4 separate regions of the Mus musculus genome follow, and all the other regions are linked to region 1. Evidence: chromatin contacts called from public HiChIP or PLAC-seq data. All regions are on one chromosome and are shown on one strand. Each heading gives the region's core, a stretch centred on a gene start, on an enhancer-like site or on the middle of the called end of the contact. The rest is flanking DNA. Distances are from core to core; before and after follow the strand shown.

Region 1 (3,741 bases), core at 774-3,273:
GACTCGAGTGAGCAAGAATACAGCACAAGTAAAAATCTCTTACTTCGTGTTTTAACTACTAGGTTTAAAAAAGAAAACCCCACATCAGTAGCATACCCCATAGGTACAATAGTATTACACACTGCTGTCAGAGCTGCTGAACTCCACAAAACAACCAGGGTTCTAGAGCCAATGAAATTCCTCCTGACTCTTTCTCAGATCCACTGGTTGCCAGAGCTGAAACCAAATTAAACATTTCCCTCTAGCAATTTGTAAATTCTGAGAGACAATGCTGTGAAAATTAATTCTAAACAAACAAAAGTTAGGAAATTTATAGCAAAACCTCTTTAGTGCTTCTCCTCCCCAAATCATTTCCAACATACAAAGACAACATTAGTTTGGATATTTTTTCTTGAGGAAGCCAGGAAGGAAGGAGATGGGATTAAAGGCCCGGGAAGAGGACAGTGTCTTTGAAATTACTTCCCCTGGGATACACGATGTACAGCATCCTCAAATTCCCCTTTGATCTCCTGAGGGATTTTTAGTTTCAATGCATACATAACGTGAATCCTACAAACCACTCTGTTCCAAATTTGACACTGAAGTCACACAATCAGGGCAAAGCTGGGCAAAGCTGGGCAAAGCTGGGCCCTGGGTTCTAGGCTTCCCTCCTTCTCCAAATAGGAATGCCTTATCCTGGCTCTTACCATCAATTTTCAAGGTAACAGTGTCAACTGGATGCCACATGGACCAAGCACAGACAGACGGACAGACAAAACTCAGTTTTTCATTGTTTTTTTTGGGTGCTACCTCCCCAAACATATCAGTTTGAAGTCCACCGGTCTTCAGTTGGCCCTCAAGGAGGCTCCTCACTGTTCCTCAGCTACTAAGCTAATTAAATTCCAACTCTGGAGTAATTAAGATACTAGTGCACACGAACAGCTAGACATACAGATGATCCTTTGTCTCCTCTATCCATCTCTTCCAGCCAAGCCACCATTTAGGATCAAACAGGTGGAAATACTATTACTATTTGCTACTTAAGTACCCTAAAACCAAGTCTCAATAGATGTCCCAATTTTAGTCATTATTTCATTCTCATGAACATAATAAAATCCATGCCTTAAGAATCAAAGAAAATTACTCTCTATATACTGCTGTCAAGAGATAGATCTAAAAATTAAACAAGATGACTCCCTAAGGCAGTAGTTCTCAATGTTTCTAATTCTGTAACCCTTTAATACAGTTCCTCCAGTTGTGGTGGCCCTAACTATAGGATTATTTTGTTGCTTCTTCGTAACTGTAATTTTGCTACTGTTAGGGATTGTAATGTAAATATCTGATCTGCAAGATATCTGATATGCAACCCCACAGGGGTCTCAAGTTCACAATCCTAAAGGAAAAAATCCATTACAGTCAGTAACAACGCTAAGCAGTTCCTGTTTGGGAAGGCAGGCGTCTCACAGAGCCCACGGACCTGGGGAAAGACCTCTTTTCTGCAAGATGGTGTCCCAAGAACAACAATGAGCCCGACGGGTTTTAAGCTTCACCATTAATTTTCCATAAAGAGCAGTTTTCTTGACGAGCGCTTGTGTCAGGCAGGGCCTGATGCTTCAGAAACCTGTAATTATTCTTGGCTCCCCACCCCCCACAGCCTCTGCACCTGTGTCAGTTCAAGGCACCAGCTGGCCACGTCTTGCCTCCTGCCTCTTAAAAGCGGGGAGGGAGGGGGGGCAGCATTGAAAACCCAAACTCATGCTACTCACTTCCTCCAAAATGCAAAAACAAAACACAAATTTGAAACTCACCAATCTCATTCCTCTCCCCACCACCCAACATGCCTTGCCAAAAGAAACAAATAAACACTAATTGGCTAGAGAGCTCTCTCTCATTCAAACTAAAATTACTGAAAAACACAGTTAACGGGGAAAGGTCTGACAAGGGGTTATTAATCTGTTTTACAGCTCACTCGTACACACCCCACCCGTTCCTATTAACCCTGTACACACTCACACACCCTACACAAACTCCATGAGCCTCGGTACTCTCAGCAGTCAGGATGGGAACATGCCGAAACCATGACATCATCTCCCCTTCCTCTCCCAGGTTGCTGCTCAGCCTGACTGGCGCTTCTGGGATTCTTATTTATTTAGTAAAGTCATCTCACGGACTCCCTCCTAGAACACTGTTACAGACTTCTGAGTTGGGTTAATTAAATATGCCCTTCCTCTACTACACACACACACACACACACACACACACACACACACACACACACACACACACTTCTTTGACTCAGGGCATCACTGCACGCATGGACGGTGTTGTCCTCTCCCTCTCAACAGCATGAATTTCCGGAGAAGAAGAGGTTCAAAGCCCACTGGGGCCCTCAGTGGCAGATGCAATCTAGTTGCTGACAATCACAGAAGACACTCAAATACAGCTTCCAGGAACCTCGGGATCGGAACGTTACAGACAATGCAGGGTACAGGAAGAGTGTTGTACTTCCTCAGACCATGGAAAAATGGCAGCCAAGGGCACAATGAAAGCCAGCCCTGAACCGCTTTTCTTGTGCAACAGTTGTGATTTTGTGTAACTGTGTGCCGGTAAAATCAATTTCCTAAAATATTTAAAATGGCTGCATGATGGAGCAACCTCAACCTCTCTGAGCTCAGGATTCTCATCTAAGGGAAGGATGGGCTGAGCTTAGAGTGTATGCACAGTCTGTGGCACTCAGATGGCGTGAAATAGCAATGGGAAGATCAAAGGAAGACCCGACCATGGAGGGCAGGGTCAAAGCATGAGACGCCCAATGTCAATAGTGTGGTGAAGGGAAAGGGTTTGGAGGACCGGGACTGTATGAGACCTGCCTCTGAACAGGAACCCCAATGCCTCTGACACTCAGTGATCCTGGTTTAACAGAGGGCTACAATTTTGTATTTCTTGGCTCCTTGAGGCTATTGATTTCATCAATCTCTAAAATGAAAATTTAGCTAGAGTATGTGCATGACAAAGGCAACTGGACTCATTCCTGACTTGTGACCTGCCATATATTTTGCTTAATGAGTGAATGGGTGGGTGAATGAATGAACAGAGCAAGCAACTCTGATCAAATTGAAAACCCATCAGTGGTCACAATTCTGGAGACTGGAGCCCAGAACTATGATGAATTCAAAAATTTCTTCACTGAAAAACATAAGAGGCAGGCTGGTTGTCTGTGTTCAAATTTCTTACCAGGCTTTAACTGTAAGTACTTCAGAGCTTCAGGGGATAAGTTTACGTGTTTACAGTATAGAGCAAATCTCATACTCTAAGCTGAGAGGAAGGTTTATTTCATGGAGTAGAGGAAGTTTTGCTTCCTGGAGTGGAAGGAAAATCCATTTCTTTGACCCACAGAGGCCATCTCCCTTGGCCATCTCCTCTTTCTTTCTCTTGCTTCTAAAAAACACCAAGGATAGCAGAGTGGACAAATGGACACCATGCTCTTCTTGTCTCCCTCCCACCCCCCAGCCTCTGGATCTGGTCCATTATTTACTTCCTCTGCCTCTCTCCTCAGTGTTCCCCACACAGGGGTTCCCTTGCTTCTCTACAAAACCACATGTTCAACGGCTCCCATTCAAGCTTCTGCTGTAATTCACCAATGGCCTGCCATCCATCCCCTACTACTTTACTCAGGCCCCTGCTGACCTGTCTTTCTCTCTGTCTCTCTTTCATTCATTACATTCCTTAGGCAGACAACATTCTAAGACCAAGTACCTTTCC
Region 2 (3,741 bases), core at 499-2,998, 380 kb before region 1:
ACCCTCCTCCTAGCTGCCTGGAAGCCAGCATTCTCTGGCAGCCTTCAGATGAAGATGTGGAACTCTCAGCTCCTCCTGTACCATGCCTACCTGGATGCTGCTATGCTCTCACCTTGTTGATAATAGACTGAACCTTTGAACCTGTAAGCCAGCCCCAATTAAATGTTGTCCTTATAAGAGTTGTCTTGGTCATGGTGTCTGTTCACAGCAGTACAACCCTGACTAAGACACATGCATTCTGTTTGGTGGCAGATCTCTAGAACCCTTCATGCTACATGACCAGTACAGTGCTGTTCCTGAACACAGACATGCCTATTTATTGCTCTTCAGCTATCTCAGTTCCCAAGCAACTTTCAAGACATGTTGAGGCTTTTCTCTTTCATGTTAACTGATCTTTCCTCTCCCTCTGAGTATTTAGATTGCCAATCATGTTTCCTTCATTTTGACCTACAAAACCATTTTCTTAAGCTGCTTAATTAATTGTCAGTCTTGATGTATCATAGGCTCTTAGGTCCTTTTCTGGCACAGTGTGTGTGACTAGAACCTTTGTGCTGGCTAGTCTTGAGTCAAGCCTAGTATGGCTGTACTCTGAGAGGTTTTGCCAGCACCTGATTAAGACAGATGCAGACACTCACAGCCAACCATTTGACTGAGCCTGGGGAACCAAAAGGAAGAGTTAGGGAAAGACTGAAGGAGCTGAAGGGGATTTCAATTCCACAGGAAGAACAATATCACCAACTAATCAGAACCCTCAGAGCTCCCAGGGACTAAACCACCAACCAAAGAGTATACATGGCTGGGTCCATGGCTCCCAATACATATGTGACAGAGGACTGCCTTATCTGGCATCAATGGGAGGGGAGGTGCTTAGTCCTGTGGAGGCTTGTTGCCGCAGTGAACGGGGGATGTTAGAGGGGTGAGGTGGGAGTGGGTGAGTGGGGGGACCACCCTCTTAGAGGCAAAGGGGAGGGAGATGGGATGGGGGGTTGCAGAGGGGAGACTGGGAAGGGGACAACATTTGACATGTAAATAAATAAAATAATAAAACTTTCTTTCTTTGAAACTTGGTGCACATTCTTAGATTAAAAGGAACATTTTTTTTTCTCCTCCCACCTCAGTCTGCAAGCATTCATGGCCTTGGGCTCTTCCTGGTTGTCATCTATGGAGGGGCCAGAGGCCTTTTGATGTTTTAAAACTCAGTGTATTGTCTAAATTCCAGAACAGTATTAAGTTAATTGATGAAATGTCATACCCTCCTACATGTATCTTCTCAACAGTGAGTTAAAAACAGAGATCTCCAAGCTCAGAGATTCAGTCTCTCATTATTTTTAAGTTTCTGAGTTTTGGAATATCTGGGGCAGTGGGTTTAGTTTTTTGTAAGCGATAAAAGGTCCAAAGGTAGCAAAGTAATCTAGATCTCTGTTAATAAAAATTCAGCCTATTCTACACCACATTCTTTTACAAGACACTCTATAATCAAGAATAGTTGGAAAATTTAGGACCAGCTACCAGTCAGTGAGTCATATACAGTTTTGTAGCCCTTTCTAAAGAAAGAAAATTATAGCTCTAGTCTGCCAAAAGAAGGTAGCCACCCAGAGGAGCTGTAAATTTTAAAAATAAAAGAGCTCCAGTTAAAACCAGATGCCCCTTGGACTTATAGAGCCCCCCCCCCCCCGCCACCTCCACTCTGCCCTGGGCTGTGTTTGTTTTGGCTCCATCCTAGGGATTTGGTCATCAGCCAAGCTCTGAATTCCCCAGCCTCACACTCTGCCCACACCTCCACTAAATCCTCCTTGGTCTGAACCAAGAGCCTTCCGCCAGTTTCTTTTTATTAGTTCATTCTGAAAGACAGCAACTGTCTTAGATGGTTAGAAACGGCAGCGATCGGGTCTTAGATCTTTTAAAAATCACCTCTGGTTGGACTTTGATTCCTAGTTAGCCTTTTCTTCCTTATGTGGTATAAACCCGCCAGAGTCAATGTTTCTCTCAGTTATCTTCACCTCCTTGCCTTAGCCCTCTTCCTCCTCAAATGCCAAGTGAACAACAAGACTGAGCTCATTCTCCATCCCACATTCCGTGCTGATGGGAAAAATCACCTCAGCAACTATTTAAAGCCTAAGTAAGCAAAGGAGTAGAATATCGAGAAAAAGAAGAAAACTTTTCAGAGACAATTCGTTATTCCAAATAAAGGCAGCATGAGAAACCTCAGAATAAGTTTTGGAGCACAGCATTGAGTGTTGTCATTCTCACAGAATGGAATGGAGGTACACACTAATATTTGGGATGGATGCCCAGGCTAATATTTGGGGGCACCTTCCACCTCTGCATCCAGGCAGCTGGGCATTGTTTTTAGGGAATCCCACAACCACACACTGGACTCCCTACAAATTTTGATCTCTGACTTCCAAGGAACTCCCCGTACCTTTTCTGAATGGTTTATCCTTTTAAAAAGTAGCTATTTCAAACTCTGCCCTTCTTCATTGTGGTCTCTGAATCTCTGGATCTGGCCTTGTCTCCTGCTTTGTTCTGCACTTTCTTTGCTTGCACAGGTACCTCCATCTGCAATCATTGTCTCTTCCTCCAGACTTAACACTAAACATGTTCCTAGTTTAGGACTGGCCCTGTATTCTGTCCTGAGGACTCATCTACCTACTCTCCTGTAGCTTCATCCCTTTCCTCTCCAGTGGTGGGGAAACATTGACACCCACCTATCCAGACATCCACACATTTCTTTCTATGTTTGAATTCATAAGCAATGTCTATTGAAACCAAGTTGAATACATGAGAGACTACAGGTGAAGTGTCCTTTCTCTAGTCACCTGTGACCTCTTCCTAAAGGTCACCAGAGTTACCATTTTCTAATAAGAAGTAATGATTGCTGATCACTCTATATCCTCATATTTTGCCCAATTCTGTCTTATGCTCAAAGACATGTGTTCATTGCTCAGTAGACATGCTCACTTACAGGATTCCTCAAAACCTTCTTCATCTTCATTTCTATTCTTTACTTCAGAAATGCTTTGCTGGTCATTCTTTTTTTTTTTAAGATTTATTTATTATTTATATGAGTACACTTTAGCTGCCTTCAGACACACCAGAAGAGGGTATCAGATCCTGCTATAGATGGTTGTGAGCTACTATATGGTTGCTAGGAATTGAACTCGGGACCTCTGGAGGGGCAGTCAGTGCTTTTAACTGCTAAGGCATTTCTCCAGCCCTGCCAGTCATTCTTAAGAGTTAGCACACATAGTAAATGACAAAGGCAGTAGAGGCATTCATCATGGGGACTCTAACTTATCCAAGCTGTTCTTAGGACAGACATAAATAGCTTCACATTCCTAACTCATTTGGGTCCCACTATCAGAGGAGTATTATTCCAGGGAATGATATGTCTTAAGGCCAAAATCCCTGGGCAGTGTGTGTGTGTGTGTGTGTGTGTGTGTGTGTGTGTGTGTGTGTACATACATGTGTATATGTGTAGGCCAGAGGTTAATGTCAGCTGTCTTCCTCAGTTGCTCTCAACCTTACTATTTGAGGCGTGGTCTCACTGAGTTTAGAGTTCACTGATTTGGCTAGCCTATCTAGCAAGTACCAACGACACTCCTGTCTCCCTCCCAGTCTTCATACTTGCTAGCAAGCCCTTTACCTACTGAACCATTTCCCCAGCCTCAACCCTTGGCGCATTCTAGACTACCTTGGCTTTCCTTTGTCCTCTCAAATTGCCCAACTTTTACAGTTCTA
Region 3 (3,741 bases), core at 685-3,184, 360 kb after region 1:
TTTATATAAGTTAGGCTTTTATATAAGTTCTCCAGATTTTTAAATGTCTACCTCTCAATTTAAGAAAAGCACTCTCCCTGCAATATTTATATTGTGCACTTTCTAGACAGCAGGCCCACTAAGAACCATATGAAGTAAATGCTGGTATTGCTTCCTGTTCCCTAAAGAAGAGCAGTGTAGTAACACCTGCCTTACCTCAGAAGGCAGCCAGCCACCGGCCTGCATCTGTCCACTGCACTGGACTGCCTAAGGGCTTCACCTGGGGAGACAGCTCAGACTGGGAAATTGCTTACCAGAGAGACAAGCAAGAATGCCAGAATTCAACCTCCAGAACCCATATAAAAAGCAGGAACCTTTATGAAGACCAAGCTACACATCTGCTACATATGTACAGGGAGGTGTAGGTCCAGCCCCTGTATGTTCTTTGTTGAGTGGTTCATATCCCAAAAGCTGTTGCCTGTGTGTGGGATATATTCTTCTGGCTGGGCCACCTCAGTGGGAGAGGAAGTGCCTAGCCTCACAGAGACTTTAAGTTCCAGGGTGGTGGGGATACCCAGGGGCCTTACTCACTGCTCAGAGGAGAAGGGGGAAAGGATTGTACGAGGAGGGACTAAGGCAGTGAGCAGGATGTAAAGTGACTAAGTAAAAAAGAAATCAAGAACATTGAAAAAGAAAAAACAAGGACCTTGTTTACAGTCTTAGTGCTAGAGAACTTACATACATACATACATACATACATACATAGGTAGATGAAAGATAGATAGACATATATACAGATACATATATACCACATACATACATGTATAGACAGACAGACAGATGCCAAGGTGGGAAATGTCAAACAACACCCAAGATTGACTTCTATGTGCATAACACCTACACCCTCATCCATGAGTGTGCGTGCACTCACACACAGACACACACACATATGGCTGGATCATAAAAGAGCGTTATCATATTCTTAAAACAAATAATAAAGCTACAGACATTGTCTGCAGAATATGAAAGAAGCTTGCTTGGAAAAGAGAAAAAAACACAGTGGGGGAGGAAAATAGATGTTGTTATATAGACAGAATTAGACTTGTCCTAATGGTGAGCCAGACCTAGAGACCTAAGTTCCTTATTGAAAAGAATGCAAATGTAAGCATAAATAATGCTGCTGCTAATATTTTTTTTCCCACGTATTTGAAACCAAATGGTGGCTAAGCCATACAACCTTGGCATTGGCCTGTGATTCAGATTTGTGTAGACAATGCTGCCCTCTCGTGGTCAACCTTCTAATAGCATGATTTTGTTTAAAATCTCGTTTTCCAAAAGTATTTCATAGAATATTGCATCCATTTTGTGTAGCATAAGCACACAAAGGAAAATATGCACATAGCACAACACCATCTTTACGTTTCAATACGGATTTAGGATTTACCATTTTACATAGGTTTTACAGGAGGGCAGAAGAAATTACTGGATATTAAATCATGGCATTACTGGGCCCCTGAACTTTCAGAACTCAGATCCTTGGAGGAAGAAATGTTTTTCCCATGGCGATAAGCTCAGAAGAACTCTCAAATGAACAGGATCTGGCAGAAGTGACTGTCTTCCGTTCCAAGGAAAAGCATTTGTACATGTGAAGTAAACGCAAGACCAGTTCATAAACAGTTAGGTAAACGTAACGGTCTGTGGTTGTTGATTAAAAAAACCAACCACTTCCTGGCTTCTTAAAGGGACTGATCATTTATGATTTCAGTAAGTCAGGTAAGTTTCTGTGGCCCAGGACAGTGCACAGCTTAGACCTGAGGACCAGCACTCAGAGCTGCCGGGCTAGTCCACAGAAGGCAACCTGTGTGGGAACTGTGGAGAGGCAGAGGACAGACATCAGCTCTAGAGAATGGAGCAGACTGCTGCAGAAACGGGGGGTGGGGGGAGGCATTTCATAACTCCAACAGAGTCCCGCCAACTCGAAGAATATTTCAGTAGAAAAGGAAACCCTCACTACTTAGCAACCTGAAACTCTCTAGAGATCAAATTTCACACGTGCCAAGGCTGGAGCCTGAGGCACAGTTCACTTGCAAGCATCATTAGTGTGGTCTATAGTGTACTTTTTTAAAAATTATCATTTTACATAAAAATCTCCTGGCTTTGGTCCTCAGCAGAATGAGAGGAGTTGACAAGGCTGAAGAAGGTTTGGGGTTTGTTTTTTGTTTTTGTTTTGTTTTGTTTTTTGTTTGTTTGTTTTCTGCTAGATCTGAGGAGGGCCAACACCTGGAGGTGGAAGGTGCCCTCTCTGGTTTGACAATGCCACCACTCCCTAACGTGCCCCCATCGGTCTCTCTCATGTTAACAGGTGTCTGTGTTTTGTAGGCATTTGTGTTGAATGCCCTCTGTTCTGTCTCTAAAAATTGTGATACACACATTTGTTCAACAGCCACAGACTTCCACAAATGTAAATTCTTGCGAGTTTGCAAACACTCATTCTGACTTAACTCTTCCCTTCCTCACTTCCCTCCCACTTCCCCCATTTTATCCCTTCGTTAATGGAACTACCTATGAGAATTTAAAGCCTTTTTTTTTTTTTTAGAAATTACTAGTTATCTCTAAAGCACTGAAGTGTGGATCTGCATTTGAAATAATTAAGCCAGGCAATAAGGCTACACTGAGATGAACAAACAGAAAACCTACAGTCATATTCAAGTCTTCTCCTTTGATAGACTGTCGCGCTGAGTCACCCACAGGAAGACTCTTTACCTCTTTATAGTCTTCAATGGATACTTACAGTAATGGCATGTCCCTCCTACCTCACTGGGATTCTGAAAAATAACTGTAGACCAGAACATATCTGTACAGTGTCCCTAGTCTACAGAAGGCACCGAACCTGTAAGAACCAAGCCAGTGTCACCAGAAGACCATACTGGATCTACAATAAACTACAGCTCAATTCCAAGGAGATGTGATTGAAAATGAGGCAAGATGATCAGGAGTTCAAGGTGACCCTTGGCTATATAGAGTTTGAGAGCTACATGAGACCTTGTCTTAAAAACCCAAAGAAGAAGAAGAAAGAAGAGTGGGGTGTGGGAACCCCAGCAGCAGCTGTTATAATATGAGCATATTTGGAAAACACACAACAAAATATTAGTAATAGCAGTACCATAGTCACTGTTCTATTGTTGTGAAGAGACACCATGACAAAGGCAGCTTGTATAAATGAAAGCATTTAAATAGAGGCCTGCTTACACTTTGAGAGGGTTAGTCCATGATCCTTATGGTGGGAAACAGAGCCATGAGGCTAGAGATGTAGCTGAGAGCTTAGCATTCTGACCCACACACAGCAGGCAGAGAAACACTTTTGAAAGCTCAGAGCCCACCCCTAGTAACACCTCTCCTCCAACAAGGTCACACCTCCTGATCCTTCCCAAACAGTGCCACTAACTGGGGACCACACATTTGCATCAATGAGCATGCAGGAGCCATTCTCGTTCAAACCACCACAAGTTACACCGAAACAGTGGGACTCAGGGTGAGTCTTCTACCTGCCTACTGTTTTCAAACTTTCCCTGTGGTGAACCCGTCTTAGCTGTATACCAAACATTCTAGCAGAAAATGATTTTGAAAAAGACAGACACTGGTAGAAATGAAAGCAAACCTGTTACATTCTGACCTTCACAGGTTGAATAATTGCTAGCTGCTGTAGCAGCTGATTCCAAATTTCTGTTTTTATACTTAGAATTGTATATGCATGAAATTGGA
Region 4 (3,741 bases), core at 899-3,398, 320 kb after region 1:
TGAATTGTTTATTTACACATTACATTTAGGTTTTGGATGGTGCACACTTTTTCATCCCAGCACTCAGGAGGCAGAAACAAATGGATCTCTCTGAGTTCAAGGCCGGTCTGGTCTACATGGAGAGTTACAAGCCAGACAGAGCTTTTAGGTGGGAAAGCAAGTAGAGATAAGAAATGTCCTGAGGTCACTATCTGACACCATGAAGCACTCTGACTTGAGAACCTACTGTGTGACATACCAGAAACCCAAATGACACGTACTATCTTACTATATAAGCAGCAGAAAATGACTCATCTCTCTATCCCCTTATCCCTTCCTACCCTCACCAGGAGATGACTTCATCTCAGTTACTCAAAGTGATATTACAAGAAGCCGCAAAAAAGACAAAAGTTTGTCCTACAGATGCTCTCCTTAGAAGAATCTAGAATCTTCATGCTTAAGCCATGGAGAAGTGAAGAGTCAGCATCTGCATCTTTCCCAATGTCCCCCCATTTTCACCTGCTAAAATGAAGATGGGGCAAGGGGTTCTCCAACCTTGGACAAAACTTGTAATAACACAGCACTTGGCAGAGGCAGAGGCAGAGGCAGAGGCAGAGGCAGAGGCAGAGGCAGAGGCAGAGGCAGAGGCAGAGGCAGAGGCAGAGGCAGAGGCAGAGGCAGAGGCAGAGAGGCAGAGGCAGGTGGATTTCTGAGTTCGAGGCCAGCCTGGTCTACAGAGTGAGTCCCAGGACAGCCAGGGCTACACAGAGAAACCCTGTCTCGAAAACAAAACAAAACAAAAACAAACAAACAAACAACAAAAAAAAACCTTGTATATTGCAAATGGAGCCAGGACATAGAGGGGTGGATCATAAAGGCAGGAAAGGGGTATGTGAAATAAAATGTTGCTTGGATATTCATCAAAAGCTGGCATAAGAGACCTAAAGAGAACTTGATAGAGAACTTTTGCACGTCACTCTAGACTTTTGGATGCCAGTGGCCAGCTTTGGCTGAGTGCTGCTACACTCACACAGTTTCTCAAAGCTTCTTGGAGGTTTCTAGGTTATATGGTCTTTGCTGAAAATTACAAAATCCAAAAGAAGCAGCTGAAGACCAGGAAAGGGAAGTAACTTACAGCCAAGTACATAAAGCTCCCTAACGAGAGAGCAGAGCCAAGACTCCAGCCTTGTACTACCTGACTCCAGAGCCTGTGTTGTGGTTCTCATCACACACAAGCCTCACCAGTTCAAATCTGCTGTCCTTTCTCCATAATCTGCACCAATCACTTTATGTAGTTTTGTGTATATGAACATGGTCAACATCAGTAGTCACTCTGCTTTATATTTCGAGACAATGGAGCTTGCTGATTCTTCTAGTCTGGCTGGCCAGCAAGCCTCAGGGACTGTGCCTCCCTCCCACTTTGGGATTCGAGCTGTACACCCATGTACCTGGCCTTTCTTACCTTGAATTCTGACATCCAAAAAGGCCCTCCAGCTTGCACAGCAAACAGTTTACTGACTGAGCCAACTCCCCTGCCCTTTTTATATATTTTCATATCATACACGTACTGTATAAAAAGTCAATAGAATCCATTGCATTTAGGCAGTTCTTTGGGCTGATAGTGCACATATTCAGCTACCTCTGGGCTTATAGTATATGAATAACTATTCGCTCTACAATCTATTCAATGTTCCTGAGTTCCTACACCAAGCCAAGCATTGTGCTGCATGCCTCAGAAAGTCACAGCCCACTGGAAGAGATCCCATTAAAATGAAAATAAGCGCTTGGTTTCCCGTGGTACAGTAAGGCATAACCAAGAGATTAGAGCTTGCTTATTGAGCTGCAATCCAAAACCACATTATTGAGCTATAATTTCCTATTTGATTGACATGAAAGGACTGAGCAACTGGCCCAAGGTCAAGTCTCCAGTCAGTAGCAGTTCATTTCACTTATTTTATTGTCTCTGACATACCATGTTCTCAAGATCTGCTCTCTCTTAATAGTCTTATGTAATGTTCAAAACATATTTTATGTTTTACAGACATTTTAAAAAATTTAAGGCCAAAGAAGCAAATGTGTCAGCATTCATGTTGGGCTAGAACACATTTTGGCTGCCAACTCTCAGGACAGCAGAGCTCCTCCAAGGTCTGGCTTCCCCCCAAGCCTGTTTCCAGGCTATGGAAGCCGTTAATTCTGCCCTAAATGCATGCTGTCTCCTCATCTCCTCTGTAGCCTTCTAGCTGGGCTGAGACTTAATTGGTTTGGGTTGGATAATTCATAGTGCCTCATTAGGGCATCAAAACACATACTAGGCTCTCTAGTAATTTTCTCCCCTGAAAGAACATTGATTGGCTCCTTCACTGGGAAAAGAATTAGCTAAAGGATTCTTGGGTTTGTGAAGAAAAAAAAAAAAAAAAGAGAGAAAGAGAAAAGAAAGAGTCCACAACAGATAATTTCAAAGTGTATTGTGCAATCAGATTTCTTTGAGGCTATCTGTCGATCAGGTACCTCTGCTCTTGCAAAAGATAAAAATTAAAAAAAAAAAAATTCTCAAACCACACCAAGGGTAGCTACCAGTTAACTTGCAGAATTTATAGAAAAACTGGCTGTTCTAAAGTTCCCACTTGCTGGCTTCCCACTGTTTTCTCTTGCCTGGAGATACTCTTTATTAACACACTAAGAGGGAAACCCTGAAAGATGGCTTCTTTGCACATCTGACCGGCTGGCTACTCCACCTCCCACTCTCCCACTGTAACAGGTTAGGGCAGTGTCCCCTCCCCTCCCACTCCTCCTTAAGCAAGAAAGCATGCTAACTGTGAATACCTATGGTTCTTGGCTCTGCTGCTTCTCTGACTACGAGAGCCCACTTCGGATGGATGGATGGATGTTCTGCAGCAGGCAGAGGGATTGTGCAACCAAATAGCCCAGCTCCAGCCAGGTGTGGTGATACATACCTATAATTGCAGCACTCAGGACACTGAAGCAAGAGGATCTTCAAGGTGAGCCTGTACTACTTGAGTCTTAGGTTAGCCTCAGAAATGTACAAAGACTCTGTCTCACAAAAGAAAAAAACAAACAAACATTTCTTCTTTCTCACCTCTGAGTTGGAATAAGCCTGAGCTATGTATGGGTTTTGTTTTGGACTTTTAAAGACTTATTTATTTTATTTTATGGGCATGGGTATTTTGCCTGCATGCACATTTATGTGTACCATGTATATGCCTGGTGCCATACATGATCCCCTAGAACTGGAGTTACAGATAATGTGAGCTACCATATGGGTGCTAAAAATTGAACACAGGGCCTCTAGAGGTACAGTAAGTGCTCTTAAACACTGAGCCACCTCTCCAGCCCCTGACTTGTGTCTTACCCTCTCTCCCAGAGAGTCTAGGAAGAATGAATAAGAACATCTGGGTAATGTAATCTTTGTTAGCCTCCTCTTCTTCCTTATCCCATTTCCCAATTCCATTATGAGGATTTCTTGTCGCCTCCAAAATATGATGCTTCCATTTTACCCTCCCCCTCCCCCACCCCTTATCCCAGAGGAGCCTAAAGAAAAACATAGTTCAGTCAACCTTTAATCTTCACTGGAGCTTGGTCTTAGCCCTCAAGGTCACTCAACTTCCCATCATTACTGCGATCCGGAAACCTCTATCGTTAGGTCTGGGGGCCAATGACATGGACTTACCAAAAGTCTTAGTTCATCAAGCTTTAAAGACCTTCATCAGATGGCACTTATTATAAAAGAAGAAAAAAGGGAGA

What was found. HiChIP or PLAC-seq counts read pairs in DNA pulled down with a chosen protein or histone mark.
Region 2: a FOXA1 HiChIP or PLAC-seq map of pancreatic cancer cells shows a contact between it and region 1. The contact joins two enhancer-like sites. A contact is called at or near these places in 1 of 39 promoter capture datasets (cranial neural crest) and 2 of 115 datasets of contacts at active chromatin or transcription factors (embryonic stem cells and pancreatic cancer cells).
Region 3: an H3K27ac HiChIP or PLAC-seq map of double positive thymocytes shows a contact between it and region 1, with 4 times the contacts expected there. The contact joins two enhancer-like sites. A contact is called at or near these places in 9 of 39 promoter capture datasets (the C10 cell line, the HPC-7 cell line, cranial neural crest and 5 more), 2 of 15 datasets of contacts at CTCF or cohesin (the NIH/3T3 cell line and large pre-B cells), 5 of 484 Hi-C or Micro-C datasets (the C10 cell line, bone marrow-derived macrophages, group 2 innate lymphoid cells and 1 more), 12 of 115 datasets of contacts at active chromatin or transcription factors (the HPC-7 cell line, cardiomyocytes, double positive thymocytes and 8 more) and 1 of 9 other capture datasets (embryonic stem cells).
Region 4: a contact with region 1 is called in an H3K4me3 HiChIP or PLAC-seq map of embryonic basal ganglia, with 3 times the contacts expected there. The contact joins two enhancer-like sites. A contact is called at or near these places in 2 of 39 promoter capture datasets (the C10 cell line and cranial neural crest), 1 of 15 datasets of contacts at CTCF or cohesin (the NIH/3T3 cell line), 3 of 115 datasets of contacts at active chromatin or transcription factors (the HPC-7 cell line, embryonic basal ganglia and embryonic stem cells) and 1 of 9 other capture datasets (embryonic stem cells).

What each region holds. Positions count from the first base shown.
Region 1 is chr1:64,086,403-64,090,143 of GRCm38.p6, forward strand. The region is part of intron 1 of Klf7 (Kruppel-like factor 7 (ubiquitous)); the gene reads right to left. All of the region lies in intron 2 of Gm13748 (a long non-coding RNA gene), which reads left to right. Among named protein-coding and RNA genes, the nearest start is that of Gm13748, 8.9 kb to the left of the region's middle. Within about 2 kb of position 2,024, at least 186 of the 459 cell types and tissues checked have an H3K27ac peak or open chromatin away from gene starts, as enhancers often do. A contact at or near this core is called in double positive thymocytes, embryonic basal ganglia and pancreatic cancer cells, where this site is marked.
Region 2 is chr1:63,704,218-63,707,958 of GRCm38.p6, forward strand. The region is part of intron 9 of Mdh1b (malate dehydrogenase 1B, NAD (soluble)); the gene reads right to left. Among named protein-coding and RNA genes, the nearest start is that of Dytn, 19 kb to the left of the region's middle. Within about 2 kb of position 1,749, at least 26 of the 459 cell types and tissues checked have an H3K27ac peak or open chromatin away from gene starts, as enhancers often do. A contact at or near this core is called in pancreatic cancer cells, where this site is marked.
Region 3 is chr1:64,447,032-64,450,772 of GRCm38.p6, forward strand. No RefSeq gene overlaps it. Among named protein-coding and RNA genes, the nearest start is that of Gm36148, 68 kb to the right of the region's middle. Within about 2 kb of position 1,935, at least 39 of the 459 cell types and tissues checked have an H3K27ac peak or open chromatin away from gene starts, as enhancers often do. A contact at or near this core is called in double positive thymocytes, where this site is marked.
Region 4 is chr1:64,407,228-64,410,968 of GRCm38.p6, forward strand. No RefSeq gene overlaps it. Among named protein-coding and RNA genes, the nearest start is that of Gm36148, 110 kb to the right of the region's middle. Within about 2 kb of position 2,149, at least 23 of the 459 cell types and tissues checked have an H3K27ac peak or open chromatin away from gene starts, as enhancers often do. A contact at or near this core is called in embryonic basal ganglia, where this site is marked.